Regions from separate parts of the Mus musculus genome. Here region 1 is linked to region 2. A link is a contact called in public HiChIP or PLAC-seq data. All regions are on one chromosome and are shown on one strand. The core of a region is the stretch at or near the end of the contact, and the rest is flanking DNA. Distances in the headings are between cores, read along the strand shown.

Region 1 (5,171 bases), core at 1,637-4,136, 850 kb after region 2:
GCGCATGTGCATGCTCAATGGTGGCACACGGCTAGTGGCTACCGACGCCACAGACATCCACGTCTCTTTCCTCACTGCTTCGATAACCGGCACAGAGCTAACAACTTACTAGTTTTTTCATAAATTATCTGTGAATTCTAATTTAAAAAATTTGAATCCTTAATGTTTCTAGATTGCTTAAAAAGCTCAGGTGACATTGTGGCTGTGGCATCTGTAGCCTATTACTGTCCTTCTTTAACTTCTCTCGGGAGGATCACATGTAACCATCACACCACAAACAAGTGAGGTCCCTTCAGTGAGTTTCGCTCCCAGTCCCAAGGCCAAGCCCCACCTCTGCTTGCTTTCTCTAGCCCAGGGGAGGCGTGAGCAGCCACTACAGGGCTCTGTGGCTCCCTAGGTAAGGAATTCTCATCTCCTGGGCTTGTGAACAGGGAGCTAGCTAGGTCCTAACCACCACCCTCAATCTCCAAGACAAGTATCTGGTCCTATGGTAGGGAACGTGGGGCCAGCTGAGCAAGTTAATACCATTCAATAACAGCACAGAAAACTTGCCTGTGTAGCTAGCAGAAATTTTTATTAAAAAAAAAAAGTCACATTTTTATGTGACTCAAGGATTACTTTAACACTCAATTAAAAGGAGGAAAAACAAATGAATTTAAAGTACTAGCACCTTTAATTCTTCGTGATCCATGAGACCAGACAGAATATATAAAACTTAAAATCTAAGTAGCCTAACAAAAGATCTTACTTGCAGTGGAAAGCCAAAATACAGGTGTGGCCTTTAATGAATATAACTGATAATCAAGACCGAGTCTAAGAATGAAGCATGGATCAAGTTAGCGAAAGCAGCAGCCGGGGATGGAGAGGCCTGACGCTCTGGGCAAATCCCTAAACCTCCCTTAGTATCTAAAGGCCGGAGTATACCTGTTTATTCCAGGATCCACTGATGGAGCACTGTTTAAATTATGCCCTAAAGAATGCAGGGGATTGAGATGGCTCCTGTAAAGCAAAGCAATTTCTGAATCCCTCAAAGATAATGGACTGTTCTTTCACTTACCAGAAAGTGGGGTTTCCTCTGCAAGTAAAACTCCTGCCACAAGCGTAAACATGCTTGTGTGTATGTGTCGGTGTAGCGAGATAATTACATACCTCTGAGGCCTAAGTACATCTGGTGTCACATCGCACCTTAAGCATACAGTTATTTCATTTTGAGCCATTCACTCTAGAGAGTAATTACTCATCCCATAACTTGGTCATAAAAAGCAGAGCTCACTCGCTGTTCCAGCGACTGTACAGCAGAGGTGGGATTTTATACGGTACCTGTGTAAATCAGATCATCAAAACAGTGCAAAGTGTTAAAATTATGGCAAGTTATATAGACTTCTGAAGCTTTTTAACTTGTAACCAGACCACACCGAAAGCTGCAACCGCCACAAATAACCCCCGCTGGAGATGGCTAAGTTGAAAGAATGGCAACTCACTAATTTAAGAAGATACGGGAAAGCGCAAAAGCTGAGACTGGACGTTACCTAGAAAGACCCATCTAATCTTCCTCTTCAAGGACATCTGCTAAAAACAAGGGAAACCCAAGGCTGGCTTGTGTGAGCTTGGCAGACCTTTAAGGCGGTAATCTGATAGCAATAGAGTGACGGGGCAATGAGCCTCCATCACAGAACTGCTCACAACCTACAGTGCCCAGAGCCCCTCCCTTTCCTGCGGCACCAGCACTTCTGTTACACTGAGCGCCTTGAAGCATCTCCTCCAAACACTGCTACCATGTCTTCTCCTGAAAACCACGCTCTAATGAAAACGAGGACATGGGACGTTTTTCAAGCCAAATTCACAGTGTCACCAATGTTAACTGTAACTACTATATTTCTGTTAAGTCTAACAAAGAACAGAAGATATCTTAAACTAAGCACAGTATCAGCTCCAAGGAGCAACAAGGTACTACATCATGAATGGGCCATATAACCCCTACTTTGTGTAAAGATGGCTGCCACAGCATATTCAGCAGTCAGGAGACACTGTTCAAGCAGCTGTAAGATGATAAGCATTAGGGACAACGCTCAAAGACAACTCGACCTGACACATGGGACTCCTGGGGTACAGGTCCACAGCGGGCTGCCTGGTGCTACTGCTGCATAAGGATCCGGGCATCTCACGCACAGAGTAAGATGCCTTCTCAAGTGGGTAGAAACGTAAAAACCATGCTCGTAACACAAAACTGGCACTCCAAAAGTGGAGAGATTTATACAAATTTCAAATAAACGCTGACCCAATCCTGACCCCCACATACAATAAGACACTAGAAAAAGAGGCTGTTCTTCCAAGACTACCTCTAACAGTAGTAATTTCTAACAGAAAGAACTTTATACAGCAGATGCTTGGCTAGGATTTCTTACATCCATCACTCTGGCCTGCTACTTTTCTGTTTGATTAATGAGGGTGAAAAGATTAAAATGATTGGGGGTGGGACTGAAAAGGAAAAGGCAAGAAAAAACACTACTCCATGCAGACTGGAATTAGCCCACACTGTCCCCTGCAAATGGCACTATCGCAAGCCAGTGTCTACTCTGACCAAGCAGAACTGCATCAGAACTGCGGGACAGAGAAAGGAAGTGAGCTCTGGGCAAGAGTGCCACCCATCCCTCAGACCTCCCATTCACTTGCAACCTACAACTGGAAACTGGTTGCTCTTTCCCAATGTGTCAGTTTCTCAACCCATATCAACCAAACCCACATTCCAATGCAGCTAACAGTGTGGTAAGGTACTTAATATATACAAAGAATAGGGAGCTCTCATTGTCTAGGACAGTCTAACAGTGGTGGATGCAAATATACCTTCTGGGGAATTTGGGAGTAGCTCCAAGTGACTACAAATGTAAAACACGGAAATACCTTTCATGTTATTCATGTCAGAGGGGTGGGGTAAGGATAGATGAGGCAGTGCCTCCTTCTGGACAGTCAGGAAAACTAGTTCTATGGCAAAATATCACTTCTTTCTTTGAATCAACAAGCTTTTACTGAGATATCCAACTATGTGTAGCTGTCCTAGGACCCAGGGCTAGAAACACACAGACAGACATATACACACTGCACTCATGGGCCTTACAATCTAACAGGAGAAATGGGAGGGGAGAGACCACCAAAAAAAAAAAAAAATCATTAAGGTTTCAAAGGAAAGGTTTTTTATTTGTTTGTTTGTTGCCATAACTAAACAAGGTACTAACTATGCAAAGAAAGGTGCCCTAAGTGGCAGAGCAGCTTGGGCACACTCAAGGACAAGAGAAATATTAATGCAAGAGGCACATGAGGATCATGGGGAGGGCCATGCTGTGACCTGTGGACCTATGAGCAAAAGCAGGCCACTGAAGGGTCTACAAAAGGTTGATGCAAACAGCACCCTACTGGCTACGATACGTGCAGAATCTAAGAGCTGATCTCCACCTGTTCAAAGATTATATATGCACACTCATTGCATGTGCGTGCGTGCGTGCATGCGTGTGTGTGTGTGTGTGTGTGTGTGTGTGTATGTGGGTGTGGGTGCATGTGTGTGTATGGTCTGCTCTTACATAATCACGAATAAATCCAAGTACAGAGCAACTCGAGTTTTAAAGAGCTTTGTGGTATAAAATAATTGAGAAAAGCCACTAACATAGCAGCAAAGGGGAAATGCATTAACATTATACAGCTAGAAAGACTGGAGGTGAGATCCCAGGCTCCATCATCATGGCTTTCCAAGACACAGACACATAAAAAACACCCAACAGAACTGAGAAAGAAGTTGCCAGAGCAAAAGTGGTCCATGGAAGGGGCACAACCAAGACAGACTGGGCAAACAAAACTGGCAACCAGTCCATTTCTGGATAACCCACCCTGTTGTGAGCCAAACTTTGGAAATACATCCATACTGCTAAATTCTTGCTCAAATAGAATTAAAAAAAAGAAAAAAACCCCTCTGGTAAATCTTATTATACTTCAAAACTAAGTCTAAAAGTTTCAAGAGAAAGCCATCCGTGTTTTATAGATAAGTTTAACAAACTATTTATGTTAACCAGCCAATGTATCTTCAAAATGTACAAGATCTTATGGATGTCTTGAAGTTGTGCGCTTTTGCAAGTGGTCGCTGGGAGGGAGTTGTCAAAAGACTAAGTTTAGTTTTCCAAGTTTGGTTTGGGTTTTCTTTGAGGGCTGAGGGGAACTCGGTCAAACCTTGTGGCTGTTGCAAAACTCAGTTCTCCTGCTTCAGACTACCTAGGTATGACAGAGTCTTTACAAAAAGTGAAACAGCAAGTAAAAGGGCAAGGGCTCTCTTAACTCTACAAAGGTACACATACTGCCAAGGCTCCCCTGGGTAACCCACAAAGACTTTTCTGCATGGGAATGAGCCAGGCTTACCTACTCAAAGGTGTAACCACCCAATAAATGAACTGCTTTCAGAATAGGTTTTGGGTCAGAACTAGGAGAAAAGACCTTTCCAACCAGACGGAACAAAGAGGCTTTACACAACAGTCTAGTACCAGAACCCAACCATCTACCCAGTATTCATATTCTTACTAAGTCACAGCAACACATACTCAGAAAATTGAAGAGAAATAAATAGTTGGAACTTACATACCCCGGGCCTGGCATACCATCTATCATTCATTTAAATGACAGTTTCCATGTCTGCAATACACACACGGACTGATACTATTGATAGTTGGCTGTCCTGGATTTAAAATTCACCAACATTTTTTTTCCCAGACTACCAGGTTCATCATTCATTCCTAAGAAGATTTTTGTACAACTGGCAAACTCAGGCGACCTCAGAACCACATGTGGTGGAATATTTTTACATTTGTTAGCACCCTGCCTTTCAGTCCATTTGATTAGCTAACTGACGCTCCCCTCATCAAAGATGCATAGAACTCTGAAATCTGAGATTTAAGAGCAGGCATACTGATTTCTCATAAGAAACTGCCATTCGTTTCCTGCAGCTTTCACATTAAAAATGAATTCCATCGCTGAGTTCTCAAGTTCGGCTCATCTCTTCACTAACTGTAGAATCTCACAACCTACAGATCTACTGACCTTCACTGGACAGAGAGATCATGCTTCACCCCCAGTAGAAACCCATTGCACCTACATAATCTACCAGATTGTGTACTACAAAGGTACTCTGGAGC
Region 2 (5,187 bases), core at 2,284-4,783:
GTTAAGTTACATTTATGCACACACACAAACTCACCCCACCCCTGCCCTCTGTGAGTGTGTGTGTGCATGTGTACATCCACATGCCATGGGCACATGTGGAGATCAAAGAACAATTGGAAGGGGTTGGGTTGCTCCTCTGTTGCCACCATCAATGTCCTGGAGACTGAACTCAGATCATCAGGCTGAGTCTTTTCACCAGCCCTAAACAAAGTTTGAAAACAAAACATCCAATAATGAGCAATGAACTCACCTGTCACCCACATGTGTGTGGGGGGTTATGCAGATGTATTGAAGCAATTCCTAACGCCATTAAGCATCGTAATCCTGTAACATCCTGGCTGTGGTTGGAGTGAGAGTGGATATCTTCACATGCCTCCACTGCCCTCTCTATCCCAGTGGTTCTCAACCTTCCTAAGGCTGCAACCCTTTAGTATATGTCTTCATGGTGTGGTGCCCCCCCCAACCATAAAATTACTTCATTGCTCCTTCGTAACTGTAATCTTGCTACTGTTATGAGTCACAATGTAAATATCTGATCTGTAACCCCCACAGGCTGAGGACCACTGCTCTCCAGTGAATGTCTACTTTAGTCATATCGTTTGAAAACATAAAGCAGTCCAGTTCTGAGTATCAATGCTTAAGGAAATATGCTGTCTCATGGATGAGACAGCAGGACTTAGGAATGCAGAAACCCACTGGTAAGCTGCTTTTAATCATCAGTGAGGACTTACTGGGGTTAGAATTTTTTGAAGATCCTCAAAGATACAAATAGGCCCATTTTGGTTCATGATTTGGCCTTTGGAATCTCTTAATATATGGCTGTCACTGATAGAGAAATCAGGGACAAAGATCATACATGCAGCGCAGTATCTATTACCTGGTTAGCAGCAGGCTGAAGTGGCCCTTCTTTATTTACTCCTATGATCTGAGTTTTCAGGATATCAGTGTTTATTCAACAACTAGGTTTATTTATTTAATTTTACTTTTTACAATAACCACTAGTATTTTCTCTATCACAGATCTGTTATAGAAGGAAGGAAAACAAAAGCAGCCTCTTGAAAGTGAAAAGAAGGAGCACGTGGAAGAGTCTCATGGAGACGGAACTGAACACTTTTAATCCCAGTGATTTCCTTTGAAAGTCACCCGATTTTCAGGGCTGAGGATGTAGTTCAATCAGTGAATGCTTGATCCTGGAAACCTCACAAATTGGCAGGAAGCAGGAGCTGTTCAGGGTCCTCAGCTATAAAGCAAGTTCAAGGCCAGCCCGAGATCATAAGGTCTCCCAAACTAAGAAATTCTAAATGTTGTTTTTACAAAGTTACCTACTTTGGCTCCCTGGCATTATGTAAGTATTTACATGATGTATAAGCATTTACACTATCAGTTAGGACAATACACAATGTACACACTTACTTCCTGAGGAAAATACTTTTGAAAATACAAAGCTTTTGTGTATCACAATTTCTGCTATAGGCTGAAATTAAAGACTGAAAGAATATTATAAACCTATATCCTAGAATCACCAAAGAACCAAAATTACTTCAATGCATAATTAAAAAAATGGCATCTCAGATAAAATCACTTGACTATAGAGCTATTTTGTAATGATTTTAGTTAAGATCTTTAAGACTGTAAAGAATATACAGTTTATTATACTTCAAGTTTTGAATTAACATGTAAGTCCTATATTTGTTAACATACTGCCAACCTACATTCACCAAAAAATAAAATGGCATTAGACAGCATAATGATTGCAAGAAAGTCATCTTCAGAGAATTGATAAAGCAAACTCCAATCCAAGTAAAGAAAGTATCCCTTTTCCGTTTGGTAACTTCTAAAGCTCTACAAGTTATAATGTATTTTCTCAAAAATATATAATACACAAAATAATCCTTCCAGTTACCAAATTACTTCAGCTGCAAAGAGGGAGAGAAAAAAAAAATCACTAACCACTTCCAACACATCATAAATAACAGGAAAACCAATCTACTCATGTATACTGATGTGACTTGATCAAATTTGGTAGAAACCAAGAAATGGGTGTTTTGGCCATGCCCTTATTAATTGCGGTAAAGGATGGTGAATAGGCCACAATTAAGTAAAAGGAATTGGGTACAAGTGAGATGCAGTCAAGAATCAATTCCTAACACTAGCATTTCATTCATCCCCTTCTACTCAGTTATTTCATTTACAATATGGATGATTTTCACTTTACACTTAGAAGTGATAAAAATATTTCCCCCCTACGAGGAACCTACAGCAACATCCATAAGCAGCCTATGGGTCTTTTTTTTTAAATGAATTAAACATGTCTCTTCCCCTCGCCTTACACTTCTCTCAGTTACCTCCCCAGGGTGTGAAAATATCAACATCCGGTCGCCCACCCTCTCAGGAGTGTCTCCCGTGGACTGCGTCCATCCTCTCTCCATCCTCTCCTTCCCTTTCAGTAGCATCACCTTGGTGAAGCGTACCGAGTATTTCTTTCCCGTTACTCCCCCACCCCTTTTCATGGCCGAGTGCAGCCTTCTCTGCACTTGGATCAGCAGAAGAAAGCAGCATGCTTGGGGGAGAACAGGCAAAGAGGCCTGACAACCGGATAGCACTTAACAACAACCGGATGGCTCCCCAATGGCCTCTGGCTGCCAGTCGGGTCTCTCGGTGCCGACATCCCCGATCTTCACGCTACCACCCTTTCCACGCCACCGAGGCAGAGACCGGTAAAAGGCAGAGTAGAGGCAGCGCGAGGCACGGGCAACCCTAACGGAGTCCCCTGGGGGGAGAGGACCGCGAACCCGGGAGCGGCTCCCGCCCTGCGGCCGGGGCCCCGCACTGCAGCGGCGCCCGGGCGGACCCCACGCCCGCCTCACCCGCACAACGCCGCACACAAAAGCGCCGGGCCGCCGCCTTCCCGCCCCCACAACCCGTAGAGCAATCAAAGGGGCAGCCGGCCCGACGCGGCCAGAGGCGCGGCTCACCATCGCTGCGCTTGATCTCCACGTAAATCCCGATCTGGATCTTGCCGAAGTTGGCCGTTGCCATCACCTCATCCGGAGCGGCGGCAGGCGGGCGAAACAGGCGGGGAGGGGGCGGGGTGGCGGCGGGAGGGGCAGCGGTGGCCCGCGTCCGCGCCGGTCCGGGAGGCAGCGTGGACGCGAGCGGGGCCGCGGCGAGAGCGGCGGCGGACGAGCGGGCTGAAGCCCCGGGCCTGCGGGCGGACGGGCGGACGGGCGGGCGGACGGGCGGGCGGGCGGGCGGGCGCGCACGCCGGGCGTCCGGGTGAAGCGAGGGCCGCAGCCGTGAGGCGGCGCGGGGGAAGAGTGGGAGGGCTCGCGCCGCCCGCCCCTACGGACGCTGGAGAGGCGGGGCGCCGCGCGCCTGCGCACACCCGGCGGCCCGCGGCTTCCTGCCGTGCGCCCGCGCGCTCGGGCTGCAGGCGGCCCCGCCCAGCTCGGCTGCGGCCTGGCGGCGGGCGGGGCTGAGCCGTCCGCGGGAACGGGAACGGGAACGGGAGCGCGCGCGGCCCGGCCGGGTACGAACCCGCGCCGGGTTTGATTCCGCACGCGGCGGCCTACGAGGCGCGGGAAACGACTCGCGACGTCCTTCCAGAGCTCCCGCTCCGCGTGCACGCTGCCGCAGGAACGGGTTGAGGGCCGAGTGGGATCGAGGCTTTCGGGGCGCGGGACTGAGGGGCACTGACCGATTAAAGAACTGGCTCAGTGCATTTCTGTGGCTGTCAGATCGCATGCCACTCCGGGGCAGCCGGTCCTTGAGGAACCTTATTAAGGCCGGGGCATGCCTGGTTCAGGCTTCCCATCAATTATGGAGGGTCGAAAGGGTGTCGTCCACCCTGAGTAGGAACGAAGACCTCCCCTTGCCCTTTACTTCCCAGCTCATTGCAATTCAAAGCGAAGCCCTCCTGGGCTACCAGCGGGCCTGTCCTGCTATCCTATTGCTTCAGTAGAGCTCAAGGCTTACTTGCCCTAGTCTCTAACTCCAGCAGCTATGACTCAAAATCAGAGCAGAGACTTGAAGAACGTTGAATAATGAGCCTCTTCTGCAGTCATGTGGCTGAGCTGACTACAGCAACATGGAGAGTGCCAAGCAGAGGGGGCCAGGTAGACAAGCGTGTAAACTGAAGTGTAACCTCCACCAGCTTTGTCGTAAATTCTTTGTAGAATGACTTACTACTCTCCTCAGTTACTCCCTGCCTGCCCATTCCTGCATCTTGGTTTCTTCATCTTCCCCCATGATCTAGGATAATATGATCTCTTCTCCTTCCCCCTGATTATTTAAATCTTCCTCTCACCTCCCTACATTTTTCACTTGTTATTTACTTTTTTTTTTTTTTTTTTTTAGATAGGGTGTCATTTGACCTAAGCTGGCCTTAACCATGCTATGTAGTGAGGATAATCTTGAATGCCTTACTGGTGTGAGCCATCACTTCTAGTTTATGTGGTACTGGGGATAGAATCCAGGACTTTGTACGTGATGAGAGCATTGTGGATGAGAATGGTTCATGTGCTTGAATACTTTGTCCCCATTGTTGGAACTGTTTGGGAAGGATTAGGAAATGTGCCCTTATTAGAGAAAGGGTTTCACTAGGATCAGGCGCTGAGGTTTCAAAAGACACCATTTAGAGTTAGCTTTCTAGACCTCTTACTTGTGCATCAAGAGGTGAGCGCTCAGGTGTTGAGGCCAGCATGCCTTTGTTCCACCATCATGGACTTCAAACCTAGGAAACCATAAGCACAGTGAAACACTTTTGTTTTGTCGGTTGTCTTGGTCATGGTGCTTTATCCCAGAAAGAGAGGCAACTACAACACCAACAAGCAAGTGTTCTACCAAGTGAGCTAAACTGCTAGCCCTGAAAGCCTACTGTCTTTGTAAAACCTGCTCCACCCACTCCAGCCTAGATGACTCTTCTGCCTAGGGATTCTTGCAAAGTGGTAAGTATCACTTTGTAAATAGACATGTTTGATCTATAACTATGTATACATAGGAACTTTTCTTTTTTTTCAAAGATTTATTTGTTAATATTTATATGAGTACACTGTAGCTGTCTTCAGACACACTAGAAGAGGATAGTAGATCCCATTATAGGAGATTGTGAGTCACCACATGGTTGCTGGAATTGAACTCAGGACCTCTAGAAGAGCAGCCAGTGATTAATGCTCTTAATCGCTGGGT

Evidence for each region. HiChIP or PLAC-seq counts read pairs in DNA pulled down with a chosen protein or histone mark.
Region 1: a contact with region 2 is called in an H3K27ac HiChIP or PLAC-seq map of embryonic stem cells, with 2.9 times the contacts expected there. The contact joins the enhancer-like site here to the promoter of 3830408C21Rik in region 2. A contact is called at or near these places in 1 of 39 promoter capture datasets (pre-B cells), 4 of 484 Hi-C or Micro-C datasets (LSK cells, cerebellum, cortical neurons and 1 more) and 7 of 115 datasets of contacts at active chromatin or transcription factors (astrocytes, effector CD8 T cells, embryonic stem cells and 3 more).

What each region holds. Positions count from the first base shown.
Region 1 is chr13:107,870,660-107,875,830 of GRCm38.p6, forward strand. All of the region lies in intron 5 of Zswim6 (zinc finger SWIM-type containing 6), which reads right to left. Among named protein-coding and RNA genes, the nearest start is that of Zswim6, 17 kb to the right of the region's middle. Within about 2 kb of position 2,887, at least 37 of the 459 cell types and tissues checked have an H3K27ac peak or open chromatin away from gene starts, as enhancers often do. A contact at or near this core is called in embryonic stem cells and pancreatic cancer cells, where this site is marked.
Region 2 is chr13:107,019,037-107,024,223 of GRCm38.p6, forward strand. It overlaps 3830408C21Rik (RIKEN cDNA 3830408C21 gene), which reads left to right and starts at 3,534. Exons shown (of 4, transcript NR_015471.1): 1 at 3,534-4,946. Kif2a (kinesin family member 2A) reads right to left here and starts at 3,319. Exons shown (of 21, transcript NM_001374727.1): 1 at 2,976-3,319. The coding sequence starts at 3,039.